2 separate regions of the Callithrix jacchus genome follow, and region 1 is linked to region 2. Evidence: chromatin contacts called from public Hi-C data. All regions are on one chromosome and are shown on one strand. The core of a region is the stretch at or near the end of the contact, and the rest is flanking DNA. Distances in the headings are between cores, read along the strand shown. Region 1 holds the start of UBE2Q1 (ubiquitin conjugating enzyme E2 Q1). Region 2 overlaps SHE (Src homology 2 domain containing E).

The links. Hi-C and Micro-C count contacts between places; a contact is called where the count stands out from the background.
Region 1: a contact with region 2 is called in a Hi-C map of skeletal muscle, with 5 times the contacts expected there. The contact joins the promoter of UBE2Q1 here to the enhancer-like site in region 2. A contact is called at or near these places in 3 of 3 Hi-C or Micro-C datasets (induced pluripotent stem cells and skeletal muscle).

Annotation. Positions count from the first base shown.
Region 1 is chr18:14,966,520-14,974,255 of calJac240_pri, reverse strand. UBE2Q1 (ubiquitin conjugating enzyme E2 Q1) reads left to right here and starts at 5,506. Exons shown (of 13, transcript XM_017966311.4): 1 at 5,506-5,944. The coding sequence starts at 5,618.
Region 2 is chr18:14,889,257-14,896,788 of calJac240_pri, reverse strand. It overlaps SHE (Src homology 2 domain containing E), which reads left to right. Exons shown (of 6, transcript XM_008984481.5): 3 at 1,583-1,888; 4 at 5,468-5,624. Among named protein-coding and RNA genes, the nearest start is that of SHE, 15 kb to the left of the region's middle. Within about 2 kb of position 1,683, at least 12 of the 16 cell types and tissues checked have an H3K27ac peak or open chromatin away from gene starts, as enhancers often do. A contact at or near this core is called in skeletal muscle, where this site is marked.

The DNA of each region.
Region 1 (7,736 bases), core at 4,257-6,756, 74 kb before region 2:
TGCTTAAAAGTTCAGGAACCCAGCACTTTGGGGGGCCGAGGCGGATGGACCACAAGGTCAAGAGATCGAGACCATCCTGGTCAACATGGTGAAACCCCCATCTCTACTAAAATACAAAAAAATAGCTGGGCATGGTGGCGCCTGCCTGTAATCCCAGCTACTCAGGAGGCTGAGGCAGAATTGCCTGAACCCAGGAGGCGGAGGTTGCGGTGAGCCGAGATCACGCCATTGCACTCCAGCCTGGGTAATAAGAGTGAAACTCCATCTCAAAAAAAAAAAAAAAAAAAAAGTTCAGGAACTAGACAGTGGTAATGGTTATACAACTTATGAATGTGCTGAATGCCACTGAGTCGTACACTTTAAAGTATCAGATTTTATGTTATGTGTATTTTATCACAATTTTTTTAAAATGAAGGTAAAATTAACTACGGTCTTCTAATAGCATAGATCAACTTTGCCTGCTTAACTTTTATAAATGGAATCATAATCTTTTGTGTCTGTTTTTTGTTTTTTTGAGATGGAGTTTCACTCTTGTTGCCCAGGCTGGAGTGCAATGGCACAACCTCAGCTCATTGCAACCTCTGCCTCCCAGGTTCAAGCAATCCTTCTGCCCCAGCCTCCTGGGTAGCTGGGATTACAGGCCTATGCCACCATGCCTGGCTACTATTTTGAATTTTTAGTAGAGACAGGTTTTCACCATGTTGGCCAGGCTGGTCTCAAACTCCTGACCTCAGGTGATCCACCTGCCTCAGCCTCCCAAAGCACTGGGATTACAAGTGGGAGCAACCACACCTGGCTTACTAAAAATAACAAAAATTAGCTGAGTATGGTGGCACACACCTGTAGTCGGAGGCTGGGGCAGGAGAATTGCTTGAACCTGGGAGGCAGAGGTTGCAGTGAGCCGAGATGGCACCACTGCACTCGAGTCTGAGCAACAGAGCAAGATTATGTCTCAAAAAAAAAGAAGAAGAAGAAGAAGATAATGGCCCCTGTGGGAAGCTTTGGCATGATTTGTGGTACAGAGGAGAGGCTTTTTTTTAAAAAAAAAAGAGGCTTTTTTTTTTTAAAGCATGTTAGAATCATGAACACTGCTGAATATAGTTGTAGTTCATTCATCTTTATTGTTGTGGACTATTCCAGTGTATGAATATACTGTCATTTATCAATTTCACCATTGATGGGTATTTGGGTTGTTTCCTAGTTGGACTATTAAAAATCACACTGCGGTGAACACTCTTGTTCACACTTTTGGTATACAGATACAGTCATGTACCATGTAATGACTTCTCCGTCAACAGCAGATTGCAAAATACAAAGGTGGTCCCCATAAAATTGTAACACCATATTTTTGCTGTACCTTTCCTATATTTAGATAGATACACGAATACATATCATTGTGTTTCAACTGCCTACAGTAATGGCAGAAATTCCAGTGGGCACTGGGGATGCAGTCACTGTATTGAGTACAGCATAACATGCTGTACAAGTTTGTAGCCTAGGAGCCATAGTCTAGACCCTACAGGCCAGGTGTGTAGCAGCTACACCATCCTGGGATTGTGTAAATACACTCTATGATGTTCACACAACAAAAAAATCACTGAGACACATTTTTGAGAATGTATCCCATTGTCAATTGACACATGACTGTATATGCATTTCTGTTGGGTACATAACTAAATCATATATTTTTTAATGGAGCATACTGTAATATAGCCTTGTAACCACCTTTCTTTTTAAAATTTTTTAAATCTTCAGTTCACTTCAGTCTCATCTTTTTTATTTACTATTTCTCAAACTCTCCATACCAATAAGTATTTTCGATAACTATTTTTCACAGCTATATAGTGTTCCCTTTTAGGCAAGTCTGTGCACATACCTTTTCTTTCCAAGTAAAATTGCTGGGTTAAAGTTTTAATGTTTTTTGAATATTAATTACTAAACTGACTTCCAGAAGTGTTGCTATTACCAGGATTACCCTGGGGTCTAGGGCAACAGCACCAATGACCAACACCTCTACAACTCTTTCCCTTCTTGTCCCTTTCCTTTTTTGAGTCAGAGTCTCACACTATCACCCAGGCTGGAGTGCAGTGGTGCCATCTTGGCTCGCTGCAACCTCTGCCTCCTGGGTTCAAGTGATTCTCAAGTCTCAGGCTCCTGGGTAACTGGGACTACAGGCACCTGCCACCATGCCCGGCTAATTTTTGTATTTTTAGTAGAGATGGAGTTTCACCACATTGGCCAGGCTGGTCTCAAACTCCTGACCTCAAGTGATCTGCCCACCTCGGCCGTAAGGGGTGGAGCAAGAATACAACAAAAGTAATGAGTAGGAGCTATCCTATAAGGAGCCTCTCCTCTGTACCACAAATCATGCCAAAGCTTCCCACAGGGGCCATTATCTTCTTCTTCTTCTTCTTCTTCTTCTTCTTCTTCTTCTTCTTCTTCTTTTTTGAGACATAATCTTGCTCTGTTGCTCAGACTCGAGTGCAGTGGTGCCATCTCGGCTCACTGCAACCTCTGCCTCCCAGGTTCAAGCAATTCTCCTGCCCCAGCCTCCGACTACAGGTGTGTGCCACCATACTCAGCTAATTTTTGTTATTTTTAGTAGACACAGGGTTTCACCATGCTGGCCAGGCTGGTCTCAAACTCCTGACCTCATGATCTGCCTGCCTCGGCCTCCCTGGGCCTGGCCCCTGCACCTGGCTGGGGCCATTATCTTCTTCATCTCTGCATCCCCAGTGCCCTCTACAATTCCTGCAAAGATCAAGTGCTCAGGACACTATTTGTTGAGCCAATGACAGAAATTGATGCTCAGGGAGCAAGTCAAAGGAGAAGGTTGCTCACTCTACTCCAAACATGGGCACCTGTAACAAATGACCTTTGCAGAAAAATTAAAATCCCTACAATCCATTTTCCACAGAACAGCCAGAGTGATCTTTTAAATTTTTAACCCAGCTCATGCCACTTCCTGCTTAAAATCCTCCAGGGGTTTCCCACTGTGCTTTGAATAAAACCCAAATAATGTACTGTGATCTCCATAATCTAGCCCTGGACTCATTTCCTACCCTCTGCCCTTTCACTAGATACAAGCCATGCTGAGCCCGATTTTTAAAAAACCTTTTGTGCTCTTCTCATGTGCACTAATTTACGCACTTTAGGTGTGTTGTGTTCTCACATAATTTTCCTAACAGTAGGTACTATTATGATCTCCATTTTACAGGTGTGGAAACCGAGGCACAAACAAGCGAAGCAATTCGCCCACAGTTACATCATTAATAGTTGGCAGAACTGGGGTTCAAAGCACTAAAAAGGCAAGTGGGGTACAAGGGCATAGACTCTGGAGACAGACCTAGGAACTCTGCTTACGGACTGGATATCTTTGCAGAGTCACTCTTTTTCCCCACCTGTAAACAGGTAAAAACACTTATATTGCCATGCTGTTGGGAGATTTAAAAATACATGCACTGGACGGGCACGGTGGCTCATGCCTGTAATCCCAACACTTTGGGAGGCTGAGGCAAGTGGATCATGAGGTCAGGAAATCGAGACCATCCTGGCCAACATGGTGAAACACTGTCTCTACTAAAAATATAAAAATTCGCTGGGCGTGGTGGTGCGTACCTGTAATCCCAGCTACTTGGGAGGCTGAGGCAGGAGAATCCCTTGAACCAGGCGGTCGGAGGTTGCAGTGAGCCAAGATCACACCACTGCACTCCAGCTTGGCGTGGAGTGCGAGATTCCGTCTCAAAAAAAAAAAAAACAAAAAACAAAACTTGCACCTGGGCACAATGGCTCGTATGTATAATCCCAGTACTTTGGGAGGCTGAGATGGGTGGATCACTTGAGCCCATGAGTTTGAGACCAGCCTGGGCAACATAGCAAGACCCCTTTCTACAAAAAAATACAAAAATTAGCTGGCCATGGTGGTGTGCAGCTGTAGTCCCAGTTATTTGAGAGGCTGAGGTGGGAGGACAGCTTAAACCCAGGAGGTCGAGGCTGCAGTGAACTGAGCCTGTACCTCTGCACTTCAGGCTGGACGAGAAAGCAAGACCCTGTCTTATATATATATTTTTAAATATTTGCAAACACCCTGGCTCAGGAAACAATAAACCAGAAGTCCTACCACAGACTTTTATGCTATCAGCTTGTATATACAAAGTCAACATGTAGCAAACTGTTCAGGCCACCCAAACGAGATAAATAGGACCAGGAACAGACTGTAATCATCTTTATCCATACCCCAACTTGGCCAACGGAGGCTTCTGCAAAGACAAGTGAATAGCCTTCCAGCAAAGGCTAGCTCATTTTAGTCCAAGTGGGATAGAAAGGGGGCAATCTGGCCAGTGGTTTAAGGGCTGAGTTGGCCGAGCAGAACTGAGCAGGCCTTACCACAGGCTAATGACACCTGCCCTTGGCAAAGGAATGCCAGCTCGGGATTTCTGTAGCTTCAGCCAGCTTTGTCCTTTGTGATAGTGCCACCTACCGAGAGTCTGGAGGCACTACCTATTCCCGGCAGCTGCCAGGACCACTGCGACAAGGTGTTAGCCATTTAGGCCTAGGACAGGGCATGGGGTCTACCCGAGTCCGCACTCCTTCCATGACTCTGTAGGGGAAGTCCATGCTGTCCAACCCCCAGCCTCGTCCAGACTCATGGGGTCTAAAAAGCGCCAAAGGCCAGCTACTGACTACCGCTTATACATAATAAAGCAGTGATCCATTATTATTCCTCATTTCATGGTCTCCTCTCATCGAATCCCTCCCTGGAAATAGGAAAAAACAGGCATCGTCCTCATGAGAGCCATTGTACGATGAGGAAACTGAGACTGGGCGGAAAAGTGATTAACCCAAGGTCACAAAACGCCATCAGAGCCAGGGCTCAGACGAGAATCTACGCCTCTTGCATCCTGGTCCCGGGCTCCTTCCCCGACCACACGCCCCTCATTCAGGGTGAAGATACAGTATGCCCACCCCCACGGGGAGCACAGGCTCCGGGATCCTGCGCCGTAGACCAGCATCGGGAGCGCAGGATAAAGATTGCACGGCGGAGACTGCACTTCTTTCTTCTCTGACTATGGAGTGCCGGGCACACTCGCCACGGCTCGGGGGCGGGGGAAGCGGGGCCCGGCGCAGGAAACAGCGTCCTGCGCGGGTAGCCCCTGGGAGCACGCGGCGCTAGGTCACGTGAGAGGGGAGCGCCGACGAAGGGGCGTCGCGCGCAAGCACGCACGACGTACGCAAACACGCACTGAGGCGCTCACATAGAGGCAAGCCCCAAGCCCCGGGTCACATGTGGAGGGTGGCAGGCGAGAACAGGGGGGCGGGAAAGACGGAGAGATCACGTGGAGGAGGCCAGAGCAGGGAAGTCACGTGAGGGGGACGGAGGCGGGGCCGCCGAGGAGGAGGAGGAGGAGGTGGAGGAGGAGGAGGGGCGCGCGGCTTCCGGCGGCTGGAGGGGGCCAGTGAGCGGAGCGGGGGGGCCTGTCCCGGAGGTGGCGGCGGCGCCATCTTGGCGAAGGGGGGATCAGGAAGTGCGGACCGCGGCGGCGGCGGCGGCGGCGGAGCCCGGAGCGGAGGCCGGAGGCTCCCGGCCCGCCGGCCCCGGAGCGGAGCGGAGCGGAGGATGCAGCAGCCGCAGCCGCAGGGGCAGCAGCAGCCGGGGCCGGGGCAGCAGCTGGGGGGCCAGGGGGCGGCGCCGGGGGCCGGGGGCGGCCCGGGGGGGGGCCCGGGGCCGGGGCCCTGCCTGAGGCGAGAGCTGAAGCTGCTCGAGTCCATCTTCCACCGCGGCCACGAGCGCTTCCGCATTGCCAGCGCTTGCCTGGACGAGCTGAGCTGCGAGTTCCTGCTGGCTGGGGCCGGAGGGGCCGGGGCGGGGGCCGCGCCCGGACCGCATCTACCCCAACGGGGATCGGTGCCTGGGGATCCTGTCCGCATCCACTGCAACATCACGGTGAGGACTCTCTCGCTTGCGCTTCTGTGGGGGCCTCTTGTCAGGGACCCAGGATCACTACATCCAGCTTTTTGCTCTCGAAGGACCTGGGAGGCCGAAGCCCCTCTCAGGGCTCAGCTCTTTCTCTCCAGGTTACACTTGTTTCTGCTGCTTGAGGTTCTGCGGTGCCCCCAGAATCTCTACCATTGACCCCGATAGCGAGGGACACCCCGACATATGGCGCCTAGACTACCCATTTCCACGAACCCACCCACATCCCAAGGTTCATTATTTTGGCTTTTTTGGCTACTCTTCCACAACTTTAACTTGCCACCTAGGAATGCGCCTTTCTTCCCCTTACTCCTATTTCAAGGTTTTAGGCCTCGGCACTGACCCCAGCTGGAAAGCCCTGGCCTGGAACTCTCTGCACATTTCGGTGATGCCCCCTTCTCAGTATTACCTCTGACTTAGGACGTTGCCACCTGTGGGATCCTCGCCTAGGCATCCCTCATGGAGCCCCTCTTGCTCTCTGAACTTCACCAAGTCATAGTTTGCAGCTCACTGACTCCTCCTCTTTCTCTGGATTCCCTCTTTCTGGTGTAACCTCTAACTCTGCTCTTTTTGCCTCGGTTGGTAGCAGTTGTGCCACTCCCCTCCCTGTTCCCTGTGGATGTCCAGTTGCCGTGGGTTGTTGCCTTTCCTGGTAATGATAGTGATGTGATGTGCCAGGGCCACCCTCATTTTTTCTGAGCAGTAACAGTTGCATTTCTCCCCTGTGAGGGTTATTCCATCTTAGGCATACACCTTACTTGTCTCCTGCCTGGTCTACCCTCAGACATCCCTTGAATGGAGAACTGGCTTCTGCTAATTTGGGAATGTCTGGTATTGCATGGTATAGCACTTACATTGGTTGATGTTACCTGCTGTGATGGTATTCTCTCTACCCGGAGCAGTAGCTGAAATGCTAGCAGACAGTACTTTATCCAAGCAGGCAGACCGAATCCGAGTAGCCTGAGGAAAGGCAGAGTTGTGAATTCTCTGGTACTTGGGGGCCTAAATTCAACTGACATGGTGTTTTCTGTCCCTTTTCTCAATCAAACCGGGTCAAGGTTTGGTGAGGTAAGCCTCAGTTTGGATTGATTGGTGCCCCACCAAAACTCATACCATTTCATACCCCACTCAAACCATTTCTCTCATTTCCTTTCGTCTTTCCTGCTAAAAAGTTAGAATTGAAGGGCTAGGAGTGGCTTAGTCAAGTGAAGACTTGGGCATCTTTGATAATTATTTTTCCTCCAGCATTGAGGATTAGAGCCATGGCAGTGCTGAGATACCCAGTAGAGGTGGATAAGGAACCTCAAGAGTTAATTTTGTTCTTGAATTAAGCTTCTAATTCCTTAAGGGTAGGTTTGCCCCCCATCCAGCTGCTTTCTGTTGCCTGAGGCCATTTACTGCCTTTGTCTCTGGCAGGAAGTTAAATTTAGGGGGTCCTCAGCCAGATGCCCCTTGGTCCCTATAAAGGAGACTTGGCCTAAACTAGCCCCCTTGGTTTGGGCAGAGGGGGAGTCTGGTCAGGCTGCATTTGGCACCGTGGCTCAGGAATGCTGGGAATGTCAGCAGCGTAGGCTTCTTTCTCCCAGGCTGCCATGTGGAGCCCTACAGCCCACGCCTGGACTGAGAGGGTGGCAGGTTCCCAAGGGAGAGGTGGGGAGAATTGATCTTTGAGGGGTTCTTCTGGGAGTGGTGTGGAGAGATTCTTGCCAGTACCCTTTTACTCTTGGGTTCTAGAGATACAGTCGAGCTTTTATACTTCTTT
Region 2 (7,532 bases), core at 434-2,933:
TGCTCGTTCCTTCTCACTGTGGCTGACTGGCTGGTTAGCTGGCTGGCGGTTGGTTGGTTTGCATCTGTTTTTTTCCATCTATTTTTATGCACCATTTCAGACCATACCTTTCTGATTTACTCCATCCTGTACACCATGGTTAGAGTTATCTTTCAGTGAAACACAAATATAATGGTTATTCTCTGCTAAAAAACAAAAAAAAACCTTATAATCATTTTGTATTACATACAGACTATCTAAACTTTTTGTCCTTGCTTTTAAAATGGGCGCCTGGCTTGCCTGTGCTTCCAGCCATTTCTCCCACTAACCACTGCCTCTGTTGTGTGTGGCCTTCTGGCCTTTTAGACCCATCTCTCAGCTCCCCATTATGGGAACAAGCCTTCTATCATTCCCACCTCTATATCTTTACTCATGCAGCTTCCTCCACTGGAAATGGCCTTTTCTATCAAAGTCAACTCATCTTCCATTTCTCTTCCACTTGGAGTCAATCCAAGTGTAGTGGCTAAAAGTATGGCTTCTAGAGCCCAATTTCCTGCTGCTGAATCCAGGCTTTGGCACTTACTGGTCTATACAATTTCCTTAAACTCTATGCGCTTCAGTTTTCTCTTCTGTAATAATGGGGAAGTGATGGTATCCCATAATCAGAGTGATTGTGAAAGTTACTAGACACTTAGAATAGCGTTTCATACATGGTAAGCCATCAATAAATGTTAGCTGTTGTTATTACTGGTTTTCCCTATAACGCCTCTTTTACTTTGATTTATTCTGGAATTATTAGCCCAATACATATTATTTATGAATGTGTCTGGCTTCCTTCAATATATTGAAAGTGCATAGGAGTCAAGAACTCTGACTAATGCACATAAATGATTTCCCTCAGTGTATATGCAGCAATGCTTTGACTATCCAGACAGTCCCTGACTTACCATGGTTAGGCAACCTTTACAGTGATGCAAAAGTGATATGCTTTCAGTAGAAATTGTGCTTTGAGTCCCATAGAGCCATTCTGGTTTTTATTTGCAGTCATCAATAGATTACAAGATATTCAAAACTGTATTACAAAATGGGCATCGTCAGATTGTGTCCAGCTGTGGGCTAATTTGTTCATTTAAGGTAGGCTAGGCTTAACTGATACTCAGTAGGTTAGATGTATTAAATGTATTTTTGACTTGCAGTCGATTTTATTACAATTAGTTTATCTAGGCCTCCTGACAAAATGGAAAAACGCTGAAGGTGAGCTATACTCCAGCAGGCACCAGAACCCGGAAGTGAAGCAGGTTACCCTGAGGCCACTACTTAGAAACTGCAAGTGGCATCCTGGAGGTGTGCTTGTCTTCAGATGTAATCTCCCACCTTAAATGTGGATCCCATTATCTGATTCAGGCAGCTGGAGGGAAGAAGCTGTAGGCACCTTCGTTCTGCTTTTGTAGCACAGCTCAGAAGCAGTCAGCCCATCAGAGAACAATCTTGGAGTTACCTGCCACCTTCAGCCGGCCAGCCAGGGGTGCTGAGGTAACTGGGTTAATGACCAGGTTTATAGCACCTTTCTTTGAAGGCATTGTGTATTGCGTGTATTTTTCAGAAATTAGACGACGGGGTTCCAAGGATCCCTTGGTGAAGGCTCTCCAGCTGCTTGACAATCCCTGTGAACCCGCGGAGGGCAGCCTGAAGTCAGAGACCTTGGCCAAAAGACGGAGTTCCAAGGACCTGCTGGGGAAGCCGCCACAGCTGTACGACACTCCCTACGAGCCTGCAGAAGGGGGCCCCAGGGCAGAGGGGAAGGCGCGGCCCCCAGACAGCCGGCTGCCCGAGAATGACGAGCGGCCCGCAGCCGAGTACGAGCAGCCCTGGGAGTGGAAGAAGGAACAGATCGTACGTGCTCTGTCAGGTGAGGGCGCCAGCCAGGACCGCCCCAGTGTGGCTTCCGGCTTCCGGCCAGTATGGGCTCTTGTCAGGTGAGGGCGCCAGCCAGGCCCGCCCCAGTGTGGCTTCCGGCATCCGGCCAGTACGGGCTCTGTCAGGTGAGGGCGCTAGCCATTCCCGCCCTAGTGTGGCTTCCGACTTCCGGCTAGTGCATACCCTGTCGGGTGAGAGCGCCAGCCAGGCCCGCCCCGGTGTGGCTTGCGGCTACTGGTCGCGTACTTGTTTTTTCATTGTGGGTACTTTTATATTCCTTTATCTTCTCAGTGTGCAACTGTTTTGGAAATGCCTGAAATGACTATTGAAAGAGTACACCTGGCTAGGCACTGTGGCTCACGCTTGTAATTCGGGTTACTTCAGACCAAGATAGGTGGATGAGTCGAGCCCAGGAGTTGGAGACCAGCCTAGCCAACTTGGCGAAACCCCATCACTACTAAAAATACAAAAATCAGGGCCGGGTGCGGCGGCTCACACCCGTTATCCCAGCACTTTGGGAGGCTGAGGTGGGCGGATCACAAGATCAAGAGATCGAGACCATCCTGGCCAACATGGTGAAACCCTGTCTCTGCTGGAAAAAATAATAATCATACGGAAATTGGCTGGGCATGGTGGCGCACCTGTAATCCCAGGTACTCAGGAGGCTGAGGCAGGAGAATCGCTTGAACCCAAAACGTGGAGATTGCACTGAGCCGATTGCGCCACTGCGCTCCAGCCTGGGCAACGAGGTAAACTCCGTATCAAAAAAAAAACAGAAATTAGCGGAGTGTGGTGGTGTGCGTCTGTAATTCCAGCTACTTGGAAGGCTGAGGTGGGAAAATTGTTTGAACCTGGGAGGCGGAGGTTGCAGTGAGCCCAGATAGCACACTGCACTCCAGCTAGGGCAACTGAGCGAGACTCTGTCAGCAGAAAAAGAGAAAAGAATGCTCCTAATCACTGTACCTTTATTTTCTCACCACGGAAGCTATCAAATTGGAAGCAGCTTTTTCTAGCTCTAACTTAGTGCATCAAACCTGTTAAAATCCCTAGTTATAAAATGGCAATGCTGGATAAAATGGAATACAAGTAGAGATGGCCGGAAAGCTGGAGGAATCTGGATGGTTTGGTTTGGTTTGGTTTGGTTTTCAAAAATCCTCCAAAGGAATCTGTTCTTCAGGTGTGAATTTTTAAAATATCTTTTAAAAAGTTGATAAATGGGTTTTCAATAGACGTTACATGTAATTCTCCCTCCTGCTTCTCTGAAGACATAGTTTTTCTACTTGGCTGGCCACATAATTTCTTTGCCTTTAATTTAACATTTTAAGCATATCTCTTTCCTGTAATAGTAAAGCCAGGTTTCCATTTAAAAGTATAACCAGGCTGGGTGCTGTGGCTCACACCTATAATCCCTGCACTTTGGAGGCCAAGATGGGTGGACCACCTGAAGTCAAGAGTTTGAGACCAGCCTGGCCAACATGGTGAAACCCAGTCTCTACTACTCTACTAAAAACACAAAAGATTAGCCAGGCGTGGTGGTGGGTATCTAATCCCAGCTACTGAGCAGGCTGAAACAGGAGAATCACCTGAACCCTGGAGGCGGAAGTTGCAGTGAGCCAAGATCGCACCACTGCACTCCACCCTGGGTGAACAGAGCAAGATTCTGTCTCAAAAAATAAACATAAGTAAGTGGCCGGGCGCCGTGGCTCATGCCTGTAATTCCAGCACTTTGGCAGGCCAAGGCAGGTGGATCACCTGAGGTCAGGAGTTCGAGACCAGCCTGGCCAACATGGTGAAACCCCATCTCTACTAAAAATACAAAAGATTAGCCAGGCATGGTGGTGACAGGCACCTGTAATCCCAGCTACTGGGCAGGCTGAGACAGGAGAATTGCTTGAACCCAGGGGCCGGTGGTTGCAGTGAGCCGGGATCACACCATTGCACTCCAGCTTGGGCAACAAGAGCAAAACTCCCTCTCAAAATAATAATAAGTAAATAAATAAAAATATAACCAGGCCAGGTACAGCGGCTCACCCCTGTAATCCCTGCATTTTGGGAGGCCAACATGGGTAGATCACTTGAGGTCAGGAGTTTAAAACCAGCCTGGCCAATATGTTGAAACCCTGTCTCTACTAAAAATATAAAAATGAGCAGAATGTGGTGGTGCATGCCTGTGGTCCCAGCTACTCAGGAGGCTGAGGCGAAAAGAATTGCTTGAACCCAGGAGGCAGGGGTTGCCGTGAGCCAAGATCGCGCCACTGCACTCCAGCCTGGGTAACAGCAAGACTCTGGCTCAAAAATAATAATAAAGTATAACCAATGTAAAGGGTGAATGGAGAAGTTAATGTATTTGATAGTAACCGTTTGAGTAAGTTATTTTCTTTTTTAGTTTTTTTGAGACAGGGTCTCTCTCTGCCACCCAGGCTGGAGTGCGGTGGTCTGATCATGGCTCACTGCATCCTCAGCCTCCTGAGCTCAAGCAGTCCTCTCACCTCAGCCTCCCAAGGAGCTGGGACTACATGTGTGCACCACCACTCCTGGATTATACTTTAATTTTTTAGTGATGGGGTCTCACTATGCTGCCCAGGTGGGTCTCGAACTCCTGAGCTCAGGTGATCCTCCCACCTATGTCTCCCAAAGTGCTGGGATTACAGGCAAGAGCCACCATGCCCAGCCTAGTCAGCTTCATTTGACATTTTAATCTTTTTTTTTTTTTTTTTTTTTTTTTTTGAGACAGAGTCTTGCTCTGTCGCCCAGGCTGTAGTGCAATGGCAGGATCTCGGCTCACTGCCACCTCCGCCTTCTAGGTCCTAGCGATTCTCCTGCCTCAGTCTCCCGAGTAGCTGGGATTACAGGCGTATGCCACCAAGCCCAGCTAATTTTTGTATTTTTAGTAGAGACAGTGTTTCACCATGTTGTCCAGGCTGGTCTCGAACTCCTGACCTGCCTCAGCCTCCCCAAAGTGCTGGGATTATAGGGGTGAGCCACCACACCCAGTCTTTTGTCTTCTTTTCAACATATCTTTCTGGGGTACCTGCTGATTTCTTGGTACTGTACCAGGTGCTGCCATTTCATCTCCTGTCCAGCTCAGGGTTCATGGCATCTCAGACGTATCATGTGTGAGTCTCTTTCTGTTTCTGAGTTGATTTTTCTTTTTGTTTATTATTTCATATTAAAAACTTGGTTTGGTTTTATAGGATGATACACATCCTTGCAAGCGTTCATTAACTGTAACTATGTTTAATCACTTATCCTAAAAATAGCAAAACTGCAAGTTATTAAAAAGTCCATGTTGAACTATGTTAAAGTGGTTTTCCCTTATAATCTGAAACCATTTTATACGGATGAATACTTTACAGAAAAAGAGTCTGTATGAGGGATGCTAGCAGTGTGATCAGATATCAAAGACAGCAGGAGCTCAGCTCACCAGGCTATTTTGCAGTATATTATAGTTGATGTTAACGGGGGAAAATGCTTCTTTCCTGAGCCCAGGCAGGCAAGGAGGTTTTTTTCCTTTGAAGTTTACATGAATCACCTCAGTGGCCTGTGATGTTAAATGGAGTCTTCCTTCCAGTCCAGTTTGAAGGAGCTGAGCGACCTTCCCTCAGGGAGGAGACAGTGAGGCAGCACCACCGGCAGAAGAGCTGGACCCAAAAGATCCTGAAGCCAGCCCTCTCAGACCACAGTGACGGGGAGAGAGTGGACCCGGGCCTGCCCCTGGAGAAACAGCCGTGAGTCTCCTCCACGGGCCCTTGGAACAGACGGTGGCTGGGAGCTTAATGACAGCTTAGTATGGGGGGACACACTGGCCCATTTAACATGATGATTTTTTGTTAATAAATATTTGCTGGGATGGGACTTTTAATGAAAACCTGTCTTCAAAGCCTGGTGCATTGTGCAGAATGGAAAGTGCACTGCATCTCAACAAGCTCATTGTAGATGTTATTCTTTTTTTTTTTTTTTCTTTTTTTTTTTATGAAAAGCCATATGTATACATATATATATATGTATATGAAGCATGACACAACTATATTCCATAAAATTTCATTTACAGAATGAAATTCTAGAAGAGCTTATCAATAGCAACAGAAGGCAGATAAGCAGGTGCCAGGCACCAGGGATGGGGTAGGGAAGGTTGACTGTAAAGGGCAGGAGGAAACCTTTTGGTGTGATGGAAATGCTCTCCATCTTTGTTGGGATTGTGGTCAGAGAGGGGAAAACATACATTTGTCAAAACTCAGGCCAGGCGCAGTGGCTAACACCTGTAATCCCAGCACTGTGGGAGGCCAAGGTGGGTAAATCACCTGAGGCCAGGAGTTCAAGACCAGCCTGGCCAACATGGTGAAACCCCATCTCTACTAAAAATGCAAAAATTAGTTGGGCGTGGTGGCACACACCTGTAATCCCAGCTACTCAGGAGGCTGAGGCAGGAGAATTGCTTGAACCTGGAAGGCAGAGGCTGCAGCGGGCCAAGATTGTGCTACTGCACTCCAGCCTGGATGACACTCTATTTCAAAAAAAAGTAAAGGAAGAAAACAAGTAAAATAAAATCAAAATGTTTATCAAAACTCATCAAACTGTATACTTAAAATTGGTGTATTATTTATATATATATTACACCTCGATCAAAATAAAAACAATGGCTACCAATACTGAAAAACTTTGATACATTTATATATTTTCCTAATCTCATCCCAATTTAGTTTGTGATTTAGGCTACTGATCCAGTACATCTTTTTTTTTTTTTTTTTTAACCAGGATTGGCTAATTGTTTTTTTTTTGTTTTTTTTTCTTTTTAGAGAGAAAAAGAGAAAAAGAAGGGGAAAAAAAGAAAAAGAGGGAAAAAGGAATATTACTTCATTCCTAAAATGGGTTTCAATAATGGCCGATCAATATTTTGAGTGTTTAAAGTGGTTAATGCATATTTTATGTGTTTAAAATGAAGACCTCTATTGTGTTTATTTGTTCTGGCTCTGAGTTCAAGTCCTGGATATCGTTATCAATTTGTTGTCTCATTGAATCTAAATCTCATTATGTGTCTTATGTATCTGGGTGTTAAGATCTCTTATTGTTACATTAATCCTTTTACCGTTGCATCCTTGTAGCTTTGAAATCTATTTTATTAAGTGTGAGAATTGCAACTCCTGCTTTTTATTTATTTATTTTTGCTCTCCATTTGGTTGGTGAGTTTTTTTCCATCCCCTTGTTTTGAGTCTTTATATATCTTCAGATATATCGTTAGATTTTGTGGATAATGTATATTTTGTGTGTTTAAAATGGAGAGCTCTATTGAGTTTATTTGTTCTGGATCTTAGTTCCAGTCCTGGGTGTCGTTATCAATTTGTTGTCTCGTTGAATCTAAATCTCATTATGGGTCTTATGTATCTGGGTGTTAAGATCTCTTATTATTACATTATTCCTTTTACCCTTGTATCCTTGTAGCTTTGAAATCTATTTTGTCAAATGTGAAAATTGCAACTCCTGCTTCTTATTTATTTATTTTTGCTCTCCATTTGGTTGGTACGTTTTTGGTTTTTTTTTCCAACCCTTTATTTTGAGTCTATGTATATCTTTGGATATACCGTTAGATTTTGTCTGTATCTTTTGATTGGGAGATTTGGTCGATTTAAATTTAGGGT